Regions from separate parts of the Capra hircus genome. Here region 2 is linked to region 1. A link is a contact called in public Hi-C data. All regions are on one chromosome and are shown on one strand. Each heading gives the region's core, a stretch centred on a gene start, on an enhancer-like site or on the middle of the called end of the contact. The rest is flanking DNA. Distances are from core to core; before and after follow the strand shown. Region 1 overlaps OSBPL9 (oxysterol-binding protein-related protein 9). Region 2 overlaps OSBPL9 (oxysterol-binding protein-related protein 9).

Evidence for each region. Hi-C and Micro-C count contacts between places; a contact is called where the count stands out from the background.
Region 2: a Hi-C map of liver shows a contact between it and region 1, with 4 times the contacts expected there. The contact joins two enhancer-like sites. A contact is called at or near these places in 4 of 5 Hi-C or Micro-C datasets (blood and liver).

Annotation. Positions count from the first base shown.
Region 1 is chr3:26,127,241-26,134,176 of ARS1.2, forward strand. All of the region lies in intron 2 of OSBPL9 (oxysterol-binding protein-related protein 9), which reads left to right. It also overlaps the pseudogene LOC102176289. Among named protein-coding and RNA genes, the nearest start is that of OSBPL9, 33 kb to the left of the region's middle. Within about 2 kb of position 4,396, at least 1 of the 5 cell types and tissues checked has an H3K27ac peak or open chromatin away from gene starts, as enhancers often do.
Region 2 is chr3:26,246,439-26,252,940 of ARS1.2, forward strand. It overlaps OSBPL9 (oxysterol-binding protein-related protein 9), which reads left to right. Exons shown (of 24, transcript XM_005678430.3): 13 at 4,916-5,028; 14 at 5,160-5,278. Among named protein-coding and RNA genes, the nearest start is that of NRDC, 130 kb to the right of the region's middle. Within about 2 kb of position 3,518, at least 1 of the 5 cell types and tissues checked has an H3K27ac peak or open chromatin away from gene starts, as enhancers often do.

The DNA of each region.
Region 1 (6,936 bases), core at 3,146-5,645:
CACGGAGGAATGCAGGGTTGAGAATATAGTTTCTAGTACTCAACTGTATCTAAAGAAGGGCCTATCTCTGTCATAACTATTAATAGGTAAATCAGCTTCTAGTGGCATTTTCTTCTTTCGGATTCCTGTTGCTTTCTTTCTGCCATCTTCTTTTCTGTACCCTTACTTTTGAATATGTAAATATGTTTCATAAATATATGATTGCCTTTGTTAGCAGTAGGTTATTGGTAGAAATGGGAGATAACTCTGAGAAAGAAATCAAATTCTAATGGAAAAATTTTGACACTGAGATAGGAGTTAAGTATGGTGAATTTGCAGGATGGAAATGAGACAGGCTTGTTTTGAACAGATGGTGTATATATGACAGCATAAAGATTTTTGAAAATTCAGCTTATTGTACTCTTGGCTATTTTTCCCCTTTCCTTTGGTTTTTGCTTTTGCCTTCTTGGTTTAATTGCTTTTCTAAGCACTTGTTATTGACCTCAGTCACCGCTCAGTCTGGTATTAGCTGCTTTCTTGGCTTAAGATAGACTCAGTAGTGAGACTTTGGCAGAGCTGTAGTGAGACAGCTCTTCAGTTGAATTCAATCTGGATTGTTACATTTAATGCACAGTTTTTTTCTTTTAAATATGGCTTAATTATTTATTAAACCTCGTGACTACCTTGTAGGTTAAGAAGTAGAATTTGGCCAGTTACTGTGGAAGCCTGTCTGTGTGTCCCATTCAAATTGCAGCCCACTCCCTGTCTCCTAAAGTAACCACTCTTGTTTTATAGGAACCACTTCTTGGATTTGCTTTCCTAAATTCTACATTTTATCTTGCCCATTTAAAAAAATTGATATCTTTTGTTTGCAATTTGTCTGTTGAAGACTCCAGGCCCTTTGACCTGTAGGAGTTTTCCATAGTGTAGGTTTTATCGATTGCATACTGGTGCAGTTCAGCATGTTCCTGTCTCTGCTTTTCCTACATATTGGCAGCTGATCCAGAGACTGAGTCAGACTTAGGTTTGATCCCTTTGGCAAGACTTTAGGCGATGTTGTGTTCTTTTATTAGGAGGCAATGTCTGGTTTTTGCTCTTCATTGGTATTAGCAACTTTTTTTTTGGCTGCAGGATGTTAATTCCCTAACCAGGGATTAAATTTGGGTCACGACACTGAAAGTTGCTGAGTCCTAACCACTGGACCACCAGGGAACTCCCAGATATTACCAACTGTTGATGCAGTACCTAGATCCATTTGTAAAATTATATTTTATCATTTTGTTTAAATTTTTATCAGAAATAATCATATAAGGAAACACTTCATCAGTTATGTGGTTACCCAGTGCTACAATTCAAACAGGATAAATAAATGCTTGATTATTTCCTTTTACTTACTCAATGTTCATAATAATGGACTTAAAACAACACTCATTTACATATATATAAATGTCTGTATATACCCAAAAGAATTGAAAGCACAGCCTTGAGTGGATATTTGTATACATAGGTGCTGTTTGCAAAAGCAGCAGCACCTATTGTGAGCAACTATTGTTACTTACAATAGTCTAGACACGGAAGCAGCCCTAGTGTCCATTTGATGGATGAATGGATAAACAAATGTGAAATATCCATGACAATGGAATAGTGTTTAGTCTTAAAAAGAAAGGAAATTCTGACACATGCTACAACATGGATGAACTTTAAGGGCATTTGCTACCTGAATTAAGTCAGTCACAAAATGACAAATACTGTTTGATTCTACTTATATAAGGTACCTGGAGTTGTCAAATTCATGGAAACAGAAAATAGAATGGTGGCTTCCAGGGGTTGAGGCTAGGAAGATTAGAGATTTCTTGTTTAATGGATACAGAGTTTCCAGTTTGAGAAGATGAAAAAGTTCTGGAAATGGACGGTTAGGATGGTTGTACAACAATGTGAATGTTCTTAAAAATATTAAAATGGTAAATTTTATGTTATGTGTACTTTACCACAATTAAAAAAAACATTTTTTAAATCTACAGTTTTTTAATCTACAGTTCTGTAGATCAAACACCTTAGAAAGGTTCTCTCCTTGATGAAATCTTGTTAGCCAAGCTGGGCTCTTATCTGGAGGCTCTGAGGGACTACAGGAGAGAGTCCGCTTCCAGGTTCATTCAGGTTGTTGAAGAATTCAGTTCTTTGTGATTAAAGGACCAAGGTCCTCATTTTCTTGCTGGCTGTCAGCTTGAGATCTGCTCTTAACTTCTAGAGGCTATGCATACTCCTTGTCCTGTGGCCCCTCCATCTTCAAGTCAGCATGGTACATGGAAGTCTTTTAGTGCTTTAAGCCTCTCTGACTTCTCCTTTCTGTTACCAGCTGCAGAAAACACTGCTTTTAAAAAGTCTTATATGATTAGAATAGGTTATACCCACCAGATAATCTCCCTTTTGCCATGTAATCACTTCAGTGATTACTCATCCTGTAACATAATCCCTGCAGTAACTTCTCATCATATTTGCAATTTCCACTCACACTCAAAGGGGAGGAGAGAAAAACAGGGACGGGGTCATTGGGCGGGGTGGTATTTTAGAATTCTGCCACACAGCATGACTTGAGAAGAGCTCGTTATACCTGTGTTTGAATCTTATTTTTGCTCTTTGCTTTGTTGACTGGAAGAGGGAAGCAATCGGTAATTCTCCAGACCTTAAGTTTTCTCTTCTTTTAAGTGGGGATTATAATAACCCTTGAGGAATTTTGTGAGGATTACGCACTTAATTAGGCTTTTAATTAGTTGCGTGTGTGTGTGTGTGTGTGTGTGTTTTAAGAGGCCTTGTGTTATTTTCAAGAAGCTGAACTGCCATTTGGCTTTCTATTTAGGAAACATCTGGAGAGTTTGTTTGCAATATAGATTTCCAAGTTCCATTCTCTAGTGATAATACTGTTTTAGAACTGGGTCTGGAACCTTTTATTTTTAAACAGTTTCTCCAGGTGATTGCGTTGTATAGCCAAGTTTGGGACCACTGGTGTGGTAGAATCAGAGAGACCTGGAGCTGAATATCATTTAGCTATAGCTCTTACTGACTCTGTACCTTTGAGCAAATTTCTTAACTTCTATGAAGATAACATATAACTTGTAGGATTGTGAGGTTTAGCACTTATGTATGTACAGAGTTTGGCACATCGTACACATGCAGTGATAACTGCTGTGAACGATGATGGTAGTGGTGGTAGTGATAATGCACCTATCATCTAGGTTCCAAAGGAACATAACAAGCTCTCACGGATCTCTTCCTGCCTATTCATCCATCCTATCCTATGTTCTAACCGCACCACACTTTGTTTCTTCAACCTTGTATCATATATTTTTCTATGTCAGGAGTATTCTGTGCCCTTATCTGGTGAGCTCATCATTTTCTTTTTTTTTTTTTTTTTTTTTAAAGTTTAACATTACAATCATGAGGCAGGACAGGACAGTTCACAGGCAGCTTCCCAAAGACAGGCCAGGTCTTCTCTCCAGGCCAGGTCCAGTGCATTGCCCCGCAGAGCACTCCAGGCAGGTGGGCAGGGAGGTCCACCCTCAGTCCAGCTTCTCCAGTACAGAGAGCACGTACATTCAGCTAAGCTCGCTGCTAGAGTTCTAAGCAATGGTAGTGTTGTTCAGCAACAGGATCTGGCAGGCCAGCTGGGCCTCACTCTTCTTCCCCAGGTACACTGACTGTATAACAGGTCCCCATGGATTAGATCTGTAAAGCAAGCACAGCCTGGCCGCTGGTCACCAGCAGGTTGTCTGAAATGACACTCAGGCTTGCATCACAACCCAGGTCTTGCTGAGTGGAGTAGAGCTTGATGCCTGTGCTGCAGTCCCAGATCCTGACGAGGTCATCTAGACCACGGCTGGTGATGCGGGAGGTGGTGTAGGGGAGGGAGGTAACATCTCCACGGTGAGTGAACGTGTGGCTGACCTGGCTGCCAGTCAACACGTCCCACAGGCACATGGCCCCATCTTACCTGCCACTGACTAGCACTGTGGTCTGGTCATAGTCGTGATGGCCTCTGAATGGCTTTGCAGAGTGAAGAGGCAGCCTGAGTCCTCCAGACCGATCACCCTCAGTGTGTGGTCCTGGCTCCCAGTCACATAGTGCCTGGCCTCTGCCCCCAGGCTGTGATGGGCTTCTGGTGTGCACAGGGCACTGTGGGTCAGTGCCGCTGTGTCCTTGCTGCTGTACATGGGGAATTTGGGGGACTGCCCTACCTTGGGGCCCTTTGGAACTGCAGGAAGCTGAGGGCAGGTGTGAGTCTCCAAGGAGAAGTCAAGGAAACTATTGAGCCAGGCAGCCAGTCCTTTTGTCTCCGTGTTGCCGGAGGAGACCTCCTCGCTGCTGCAGTGCAGAGTGCCCTCGATGGCCTCCCATACCTCCAGCCGACCACTGCTCCACCCACCACCATGGGATTGCCCTGAGCTCCAGGCTCCACATAGGGCCGTCTGTGCTGGGGGACCAGATGAGGAAAGGGAAGTTCTGAGAGGAGTGCCTCCCTCATCCTCAGGGGCCTGGGGCAGAGTGGGTGCAGGGCTCGTGTGTGGAGAGGAGCCATTCCAAATCTCTTCCTAGTATACTGGCTGCACCAGGCGGCTGAAATCATTTCCTGGGGAGTCCTGAGCAGGGCAACAGCCCACCAAGTGCTAGGACTCAGGCTCAGTTAGCTTTGGGAGCTGCAGCTATGCTGAGAAGTTGGTGAGATCAAACAGGTGAGGTCTGACAGATCCCCAAAGAAGGGAGGTGGCGGAGGGCCTTGTGATGGTGCTGTAGTGGAGGACTGTCCCCGGGCCGCTCTGGCCACCCTTCCTGCTGTCTGACAGCCATTCCCAGCTCTCCTGAGCCTCGAGCTCATTGCCAACACCACTGTCATGATGCTGCCCGCCTGGGCGCCGGATGCTGGTGAGGTTGTCTCCAATGTGTGCATCTCATACATACTTGTGGCCTGCCAAGCAACAGCTCATCAGCAGCATCCCATCGCTGGCCAGAGACTCAATGTCCATGAGGTGCCCATGCAGCACCAGGGGCACGATCTCCATCTCAGGTGGCCTGTAGCTGTAGTCACTGCAGGCCAGCACCCCATACCATGGGTCTGCCAGGGTCCTGCACCAGGCTACTTATAGTTACTCGGGCAGAGCATGCCGTACAGGCAGAGCAGCAGCAGCACAATGATGCCCGAGGCCTCACTGAGCTCCCCCACCTTGTGCAGGGTGATGTCTCTGTGTGCATGCACTGTGTCTGCCCCCCTGAGACCAGCCTCCCAGAGCCCATTCTGCCCAGGCCATGGTGGAAGCCAGGGGTTGTGGGTGTCCTGAGGGTGCTGCCCCTCCAGAGGCTTCCGTTGGGTTTGGGGCGGGAGGTGTGACAGGGATGACAGGCAGCAGGTTGACGTCCCTCTGGGTCAGTGTGATGATGTAGTAGCTGAAGAGTGTTGGCTAGTGCCCGAAGGATGGTCTCCTCCAATGTTCCTCATCCTCAGGCCCCCAGGTTACTCTGGGGCTGCGCTGTCGTGGACACCCTCAGGTGGACCATTGGGCCTGCTGGGCAGCTCCCCCAGCCATGTCTGATTCTTGGGTGACTTAGAGGTGTCAGGTGGGAAGATGGAGGTGGGATCTGGCTGGCTGAAGGACACCACATCACTGGGTACAGACAGGGGAGCCAGGGTGCTGTCACCCAGAGAACCCTGTTCTGTCACCTGGGCAGCTAGGTCTGTGTACACCAGGATACCAGTCAAGACCTCAGTGCCGGCCATGGCAGGTGCTGTGTTAGGCAGGTTCAGGCCGGGAAGCAGACTGCATGCAGCCTCTTGGGGAACCACAGGTTTTGGAAGGAGAATGGTTGTAGCATGATGGCGTGGGGTGTGGACAACTGTCGTTCAAGGCGTGTTGGCCATGCCACTGGCTTAGCCGGGGTCAGTCAGGCCTCAGGGGGCAGCCGCTTGTTCATATCTGCCAGCTCTATCCAGCAAATGTCAATGAACAGTGCTAAAAAACAGCGTTTGAAGGAAGAAGTCAGACACCAGGCCCACAACGGCAAAGCAATAAAAACTCCTGAGTGGCAGGCATGAGGGTGAAGTAGCCAACGAGGATGATGCCCAGCTCTGTGACCATGGTTTCCATGATGGACCAGCTCTCTCTGCTTAGGCCTTGGGCAATGCACAGCTTCCTCTTGAGATCCACTGGGGTGGAGACCACTGACTTGGTGAGCACCAACACGTTCTCTAGCCCAGTGATCACCACAAGGTAGGGGAAAACCTCACCACTGTTGAGGGTGGGCATCAGGCCAAAGAGTGTGCAGAGCCCCACAGATGTCAGCAGTGATCCGAGTACTGTGACCATGGTGGGCAGAGCCAGCGCCCATTTGGACTTGGCCTTGTGTATCTTGCACGTGAAGTAGAGGTAGTCCTGATGTGGGTAGGCACAGGACGATGAGCTCAGCGATGCCAGTCTCCTCCTCGAAGTGCACATGGACCAGGCTCTCTGCCCAGCTGGGACTGGGGTGCAGGCGCATCAGGGAGGCCCACAGACTGCCCGGAAACTTGATATGGTAGTGCCGAAGACCAGGATGACGGTGTACGAGACCAGTCTCTTCCTGGGGTAGAGGCTGTACTCACGGATCAGCCCATGGTTGCAGCAGGCCTGAGATATCATCTCCTGCAGCCTGTCAGTCAGGTCATCCTCAGCTGAAGTCACCTTGCTTCCCTCCTGGAAAGTGACCATGCGTCAGCCTGGCACACATTGGGCAGCCCTGACAGTGGACACTGTCTGCGCGCACAAGTCTGAAGCAAGTTCTTGAAGCAGTATCCCACCATGTGTGGCAGATGGCGGGCAGGACATGGTGACCAAGCTCATCTTTTAAGAGACTTTTCAAATGGTGATTCTTCATGAAGCATTCCTTCTAACCATCCTTCATCCTTCTAACCAACCAACCACCCACATCCTT
Region 2 (6,502 bases), core at 2,268-4,767, 120 kb after region 1:
TTGTGGTAACATGCCAGTGTTGTTCGGTGAACTTTGGGCCTTATTTCTGTAGAACCAACACTAGGAGAGGGTCCACTGAAAGTGAGGATGCTAGGAATTATTCATGTAAGAGGGAGGTTACTACTACTAGTTTTGTATTAGAGTGAAGGTATTCAGGTACCTATAAGTAAGGCTCTGTACTAGCCAGGTAGAGGAATGATGTGTTCAGGACTTTGGACCCCATAGACTGTAAGCCTGCCAGGCTCCTCTGTCCATGGATTTTTCCAGGCAAGAATACTGGAGCAGGTTACCATGTCCTCCTCCAGGGGCTCTTTCAGACCCAGGAATTGAACCCATGTCTCTTGTGTCTCCTTCATTGGCAGGCGGATTCTTTATCACTAGCGCCACCTTATACAGAAGTGAAACAAGGGCCAATCCTTCCCCTCAGGAACATAGTCTTTTATGGGGAAAACAGACATTTATAATGTAGTGTGAAATATGCTTTGTAAGAATAAGCCCAGGAAGAATTGGGAGCGTTTTGAAGTTCTGAGAAGTCAAGAAAGGATTCACGGAGGACGGAGGGAATGTGATCCTAAGATGAGACATGGATGAGAGAGAAGGGTCATGGGGGTGAGAAGAGGAGGGGGGAAATGGGAAATGTTGTTCTCATGGAGCTGGAACCCTAATAAGAAAGGCCTGTGGGGAGCAGGGGCTTGGTTTCTTTGAGAAGTTATAAGCTAGTGAGCATGGCTGAGTGGTTATAAGTTGTGGGGAGTGGTTAAGAAGATACAGGATACAGGAGAAGTTGACAAGGGCCAGGTCATGAAGGAGTCCTTTTAGCCTTTTATGAATTTTGAACATTTTCTCGCAAGTGATGGCAGCTGCTGGTCAGGTCTACCTTTTAGAAAAATAGATAAGAAAAATATGCCTAAATTGAACAGAATTGAGTACAGTGGGAATGCATTATGTGTAGGAAGACCAGCCAAAGCTGGGTAGGAAATTGAGAAATGTTGATAACCTGAGCTACGGTCATAGCATAGGAATGGAGGGAAGCATGTGGACTCCAAAGATACAAAGTAGGCAGATTTTGGCAGTGATGGTAGATTTTCTTTTATTAGGAGATATTTGACCTATTTTACACTGTCAGATCAAAGCTAGGTGTGTTCCATTGTACAGAAAAGGCCTTTCTTTACACATGAAGTCACTTACATAATAGTTAAAGAAAGTGAAAGTCACTCAGTTGTGTCCCACTCTTTGCGACCCCATGGACTATACAATCCGTGGAATTCTTCAGGCCAGAATACTGGAGTGGATAACCCTTCCCTTCTCCAGGAGATCTTCCCAACCCAGGGATCAAACTCTAGTTTCCTACATTGCAGGCAGATTCTTTACCAGCTGAGCCACAAGGGAATCCCAAGAATATTGAAGTGGGTAGCCTATCCCTTCACCAGCGGATCTTCCCGACCCAGGAATTGAACTGGGGTCTCCTGCAGTGCCAGGCGGATTCTTTACCAATTGAGCTATCAGAGAAGCCCACTTTGATAGCCAGTCAGCAAAGTCCTTTTTATCCCTGGTAGTATATAGGTTGCTGTGATTCAACTTTGGATTCTGGAATCTTAGAAAGAAATGATAGGTTCTAAATCTGCTTTGCTTTACAGGTATGTGATCTTGGTCAAGTTATTTAACCTGTGTAATCCTCAGTTTCCTTGTTGGTAAACTGAGGATGATAATAGTTTCAAATTCAAGGAGTTGTTGTGAACACGTAGATGACAGTAATGTCAATCAAGTGCTTACAGTAACGTCTGGCATGTATAGTAAGTATGCCGTAAGCGATAGCTGTTACAGAAAGCAAATTAACATTTATTTGCTTTAATGTTTCTATATTTGTTGTAGATGTAACTGGCTTGCTTTTTGTTGGGTATTTTTTAAGAGTAAGTGCTATTGTTGCAGTTTGGGGTTTGCTTTGAAATACAGTACAGATTTGGAATTTGGGATTTGGTCACAGATTATATGTGAATTTCCAAGCTGAGTACCATCAGCCAAACTTAGACCTTGATCCTTGGTTTCTTTTAATAAGAAATCTTGTGTAGCACTTCAGTTCTCTTAAGTTTGCACATGAACTGAGAAATACAGTATCATGTGTAATTGTACCATAACTGTTCAGAATCTCAAAATTAATAAGGAAAATGACTATATTAATTCGGGAAGTTTTGTTACATAGTAGATCAAATTCAACATTTGAATGTGAGAAACGTAAAATATATGCCATTAGGTGAATACATACTGTTACAAACATGAGAGGAAGAGAGATTTGAGCCCACAATTCAAGAAGACTAGTTTAGCAGAAAGAGGTTTAGCATGTTGGTTTCTTAATGTTTATATGTGGGCAGTAAACTATTACAAGAGCATTTAACAGTTTGCCAATAAAAATTTCACTTTAATTTTGAAAAAGAATTTTTATAATAGGTTAAAAGAAAACAGGCATTTGGGAGGAAATTCCAAAATAAAGATTATTATTGATTTCTGAAGTGTTAAATCATTGTTTCCTTAAAAAGAATTAAAGAAAGTCTCCTTCATGGGACGTTAGCCATTACTTGAAACATAGTACAAATTGAGTATCAAAATGAATTGAGTATCCTCTAGAAACCTAACTATATTTATTAAAAGCTTGATGATGATATGGTTAGCCTCCTTACTACATCACTGATAGCCTCTGGGCCGTTTTAGGGGTACTCCTTAAATTTTAAATGCTTGCTTACCTGTTGTACCTGTAATAGGCATGTTTACAAAGTTACCTGCAGGCTCATAGGCATTTCTTTTTTCTCCTTAGAAACTTCCTTCTCTGTGCTCTCCCAGTACCCACCTCATAACAAACATATGATCTATGAACCTTCATGCTTCCTTATTTATATGCCTTAATCTAGATTCCAAAACTAGTAGGGACTATAGTTATTTAATTTGGCCAGCACAGTGTTTGTTGACTTTTTTTTTTTTTAATGGAGTTTAAATCCCTTCAGATTGACTATGCTGGCTCAAGGTCTCCATTTTCTTATGGAATGGGGAGTGCTCAGTCATGTCTGACTCTTTGAGATACCATGGACTACCCCGCCAGGCTCTGTCTAATTTCCAGGCAAGAATACATACCGGAGTGGGTTGTCATCTCCTCCTTCAGGGGATCTTTCCAACCCAAGGATCGAACCTGGTCTCCTGCATTGCAGGCAGATTCTTTTACTGCTGGGAAGCCCCCCTGACCCTGTTCGCATGTTTAGGCTTCCCTGGTTGGTCAGCAGTAAAGAAGCTGCCTGCAATTCAGGAGACCACCTTCAATGTAGGAGACACTGGTTCGATCCCTAGGTCAGAAAGATACCCTTGGGAAGGAAATGGCAGCCCACTCCAGTATTCTTACCTGGGAAATCCCATGGACAGAGGAGCCTGGCAGGCTACAGTCCATGCGGTCGCAAGAGTCAGACTCAACTTGGCAATTACACCATCACCACCATTCTTATACTGATGCTGTCTGTCTCGTGTCTGTAGGCATTGAGCTTGTGTGCCACCTGCTGGTCATCAGCCGCTACCACTAGTTTTCTAGCTCTCGAGTCTCTATCTACAGTTTCTCTCCCTGAAGGAAGAGAATTTGAAAGCTTAAGTCCTTCCCGCCGTTCAGTTTCTAAAGACCTGTCGTAATGATAACTTCTCTGTGAACTCATGTTCTGATACAGGCAGAGCACAGAAGATTTTTAGGGTAATGAAACTATTCTCTGCAATAACTACAATGATGAGCACTTATTGACATCCTTTTGTCAAAATGCATAAAATGTACAAGACCAAGCGTGAACGCTACTGTAAACTATGGACTTTCAGTGATAATGCCATGTCATGTAGGTTCATCAGTTGCTACAAATGTACTACCAAGTGCAGTATGTTGATAGTGGGGAAGTTGTACATATGGGAATTCTGTACTTTCTGCTCAGTTTTGCTCTGAACCTAAAATTGCTCTTTAAAAATATCACACTTATCATTAAATAAGAAATCAAAAGAAAGTAATCAAGGCAAACTATGTTTAAATTAGAATATATAATGTGTTTTGCTGGAGAAGGAAATGATATTCTACATCAGTATTCTTGCCTAGAAAATCCCACGGACAGAGTGGCCTATCTGGTGGGCTATAGTATGGAGTTCACAAAAGAGTCGAACACAACTTAGCAACTGAAGAACAGTGGTGTTTTGCATCTATAAATTTGCAATAAAAGACTTTAATGTGTGTACCATTTTATAAATAATATCTGCAGTATGAGAAATTTGGTTTCTATTTTTACCCTTAATAAGTAAACTTAGATCATTCTTTTATTAATGTACAAATACTAGTCCTGGGTAGGTTATGATCAGAGCTATATAATAGAGGGAGCTTTCTTTAGACCCTGTTAATCAGCTCATAATACCACTTACCATAAATTTACTTGTAAAAGTTAATGTACTTTTTTATTTTTTTAATTTCAAATATGGTTTTTATTGACTAGGAAAAACCTGTGTAAGCTTTTTCAAAGGATCTCAAAAATAACATCTTTCTGAGACTAATTAATAGATTTATCATTTTTGAGGTTCTGGAAATTGTTGCCAAGAATTACGACATACTTACATTTATGCAAGGAAACAAATTTGGAAAATGAATTCAAGTTTTAAATTTATATGAAGAGGCAAAATCTTACTAATTTTTCATGGCCTTTCAACATGTGAGCTTACACCATGCAAAAAACATGAAGCTGATGGGGAGAGAATCAAGCATATATATGTATATAACCAGCTAACTTTAAAGGTCTAGTTTGTTTCTGTCAGTTATCTGCATATACTGGTTTTAAGTAGCTTTATAGGTTAACGTCTTACTGTGATTTTAAATTGCTTCCTTAAAAAGCTTAAGAAGGTGATTAATATTTTTTAGTTCCTCTGGATCTGCCTCAGTCTTGACACACAGCAGCTCGGGAAATAGTCTAAAGCGTCCAGATACCACGGAATCACTTAATTCTTCCATGTCCAATGGAACAAGCGATGCTGGTAAGCAGCCTTTGAGAATTTTTACTTGATTTCCTTAAAAGTATTTGTTTGAAAAAAATTATTTACGATACTGGTAACAGCGCAGATTGGCCCAGTGTAACACCAGTCTAAGAAGATTCGTTTTATTTTAGACCTGTTCGATTCACATGATGATAGAGATGACGAAGGGGAGGCAGGGTCGGTGGAAGAGCACAAGAGTGTTATCATGCATCTGTTGTCACAGGTTAGACTTGGAATGGATCTTACGAAGGTAAGAATGAAATTTGGTTTTGCTGTTAATGTATATATGTAGATTCTCAGTGATTGTATGGTGAGTGTATCTGCACATGTAGTATGATGACGTAATTTCTATTTATACTGTTGTCTTTTTATATATTTACCTGAGTAAACTGAAAATTTTATAAACAGATAACATAAGTAAAACTAGGGTAATTTCCTAGGGATAGTATGTATAGATTATGGTTTGGATTTTATTGGGAGAAAGCGTGGGGTAGTATTGGGCTTGGTTAGTAGTTGGACAAAACGCAAAGCAGTGTAGTATGCATAGAATCAAAATGAGCAGAGTTCTGATCTCGGGGTTGGAGGATCTGTGCTTACATCCAACTTTTACTATTACCTAACTCTGTGACCTTGAGCAGGTTCCTTCCTCTATAGCCTTTGGGTTTTGCATATGCAAAATGGATATTGGAACAGGTAATGAATGGGAAATTGTATGATATACATTGAGCCATAAAATTATTATGGTTCTGGATTTGAATTTGAATTTAAACTTGCTCTAAACAGAATGCCTGCTTGATACAGGAGACTGGTATATAGGTGCCTGTGTATATCCCTGCCACTCTGCTAGAAGCCTTCTCCTTTCACCTAATTCTCACCATAGCACTGCAGAATTGGTGGTGGTGGTTAACTTCATTTTATAGATGAGAAATTAAAGCTCACAGAGATTAAGTAATTTGGCTAAGTCCTTCCTATTAAGTGGCAGAACTGAGATTCTAATCTGGTTGTAGATTTCAAAATCTATAAACTAAACCATAATACTTTCTAGTAAGTATGTATAATAAAAATTTTTACCCCAAATTTAAGAACAGAAGCACAAGGATAGCATTAATTTGTGCAACAAACATACTTTCTGGGGAAGTTCTAGGTAAGAGAATATTTGCAGGAGCTTGCCTCTAGAATTTTTTCATTGAGCGTTAGATTGATTGCATAATTGTTGGAGCAGAATTGTTGCTTCAAATTTGAGAAATAAGGCTTCATTTTAGATATTGATGTTTATATTTCTTTTCTACACCTTCTACCTTGGTTGGGTTTGGTCTCCAATAATGGAAGAGCCACCTAATTGTATCTTGAACAATACTAGTTTTGCTATCTCAGGAAATGAGAAGTCCAGAAATAGAGTAGTTCCAGGATTGATGAATTCATAGTGGGTCAACAATGTGAGAAACGATCTAGGTCCCTTCATCTCTCTGCTCTG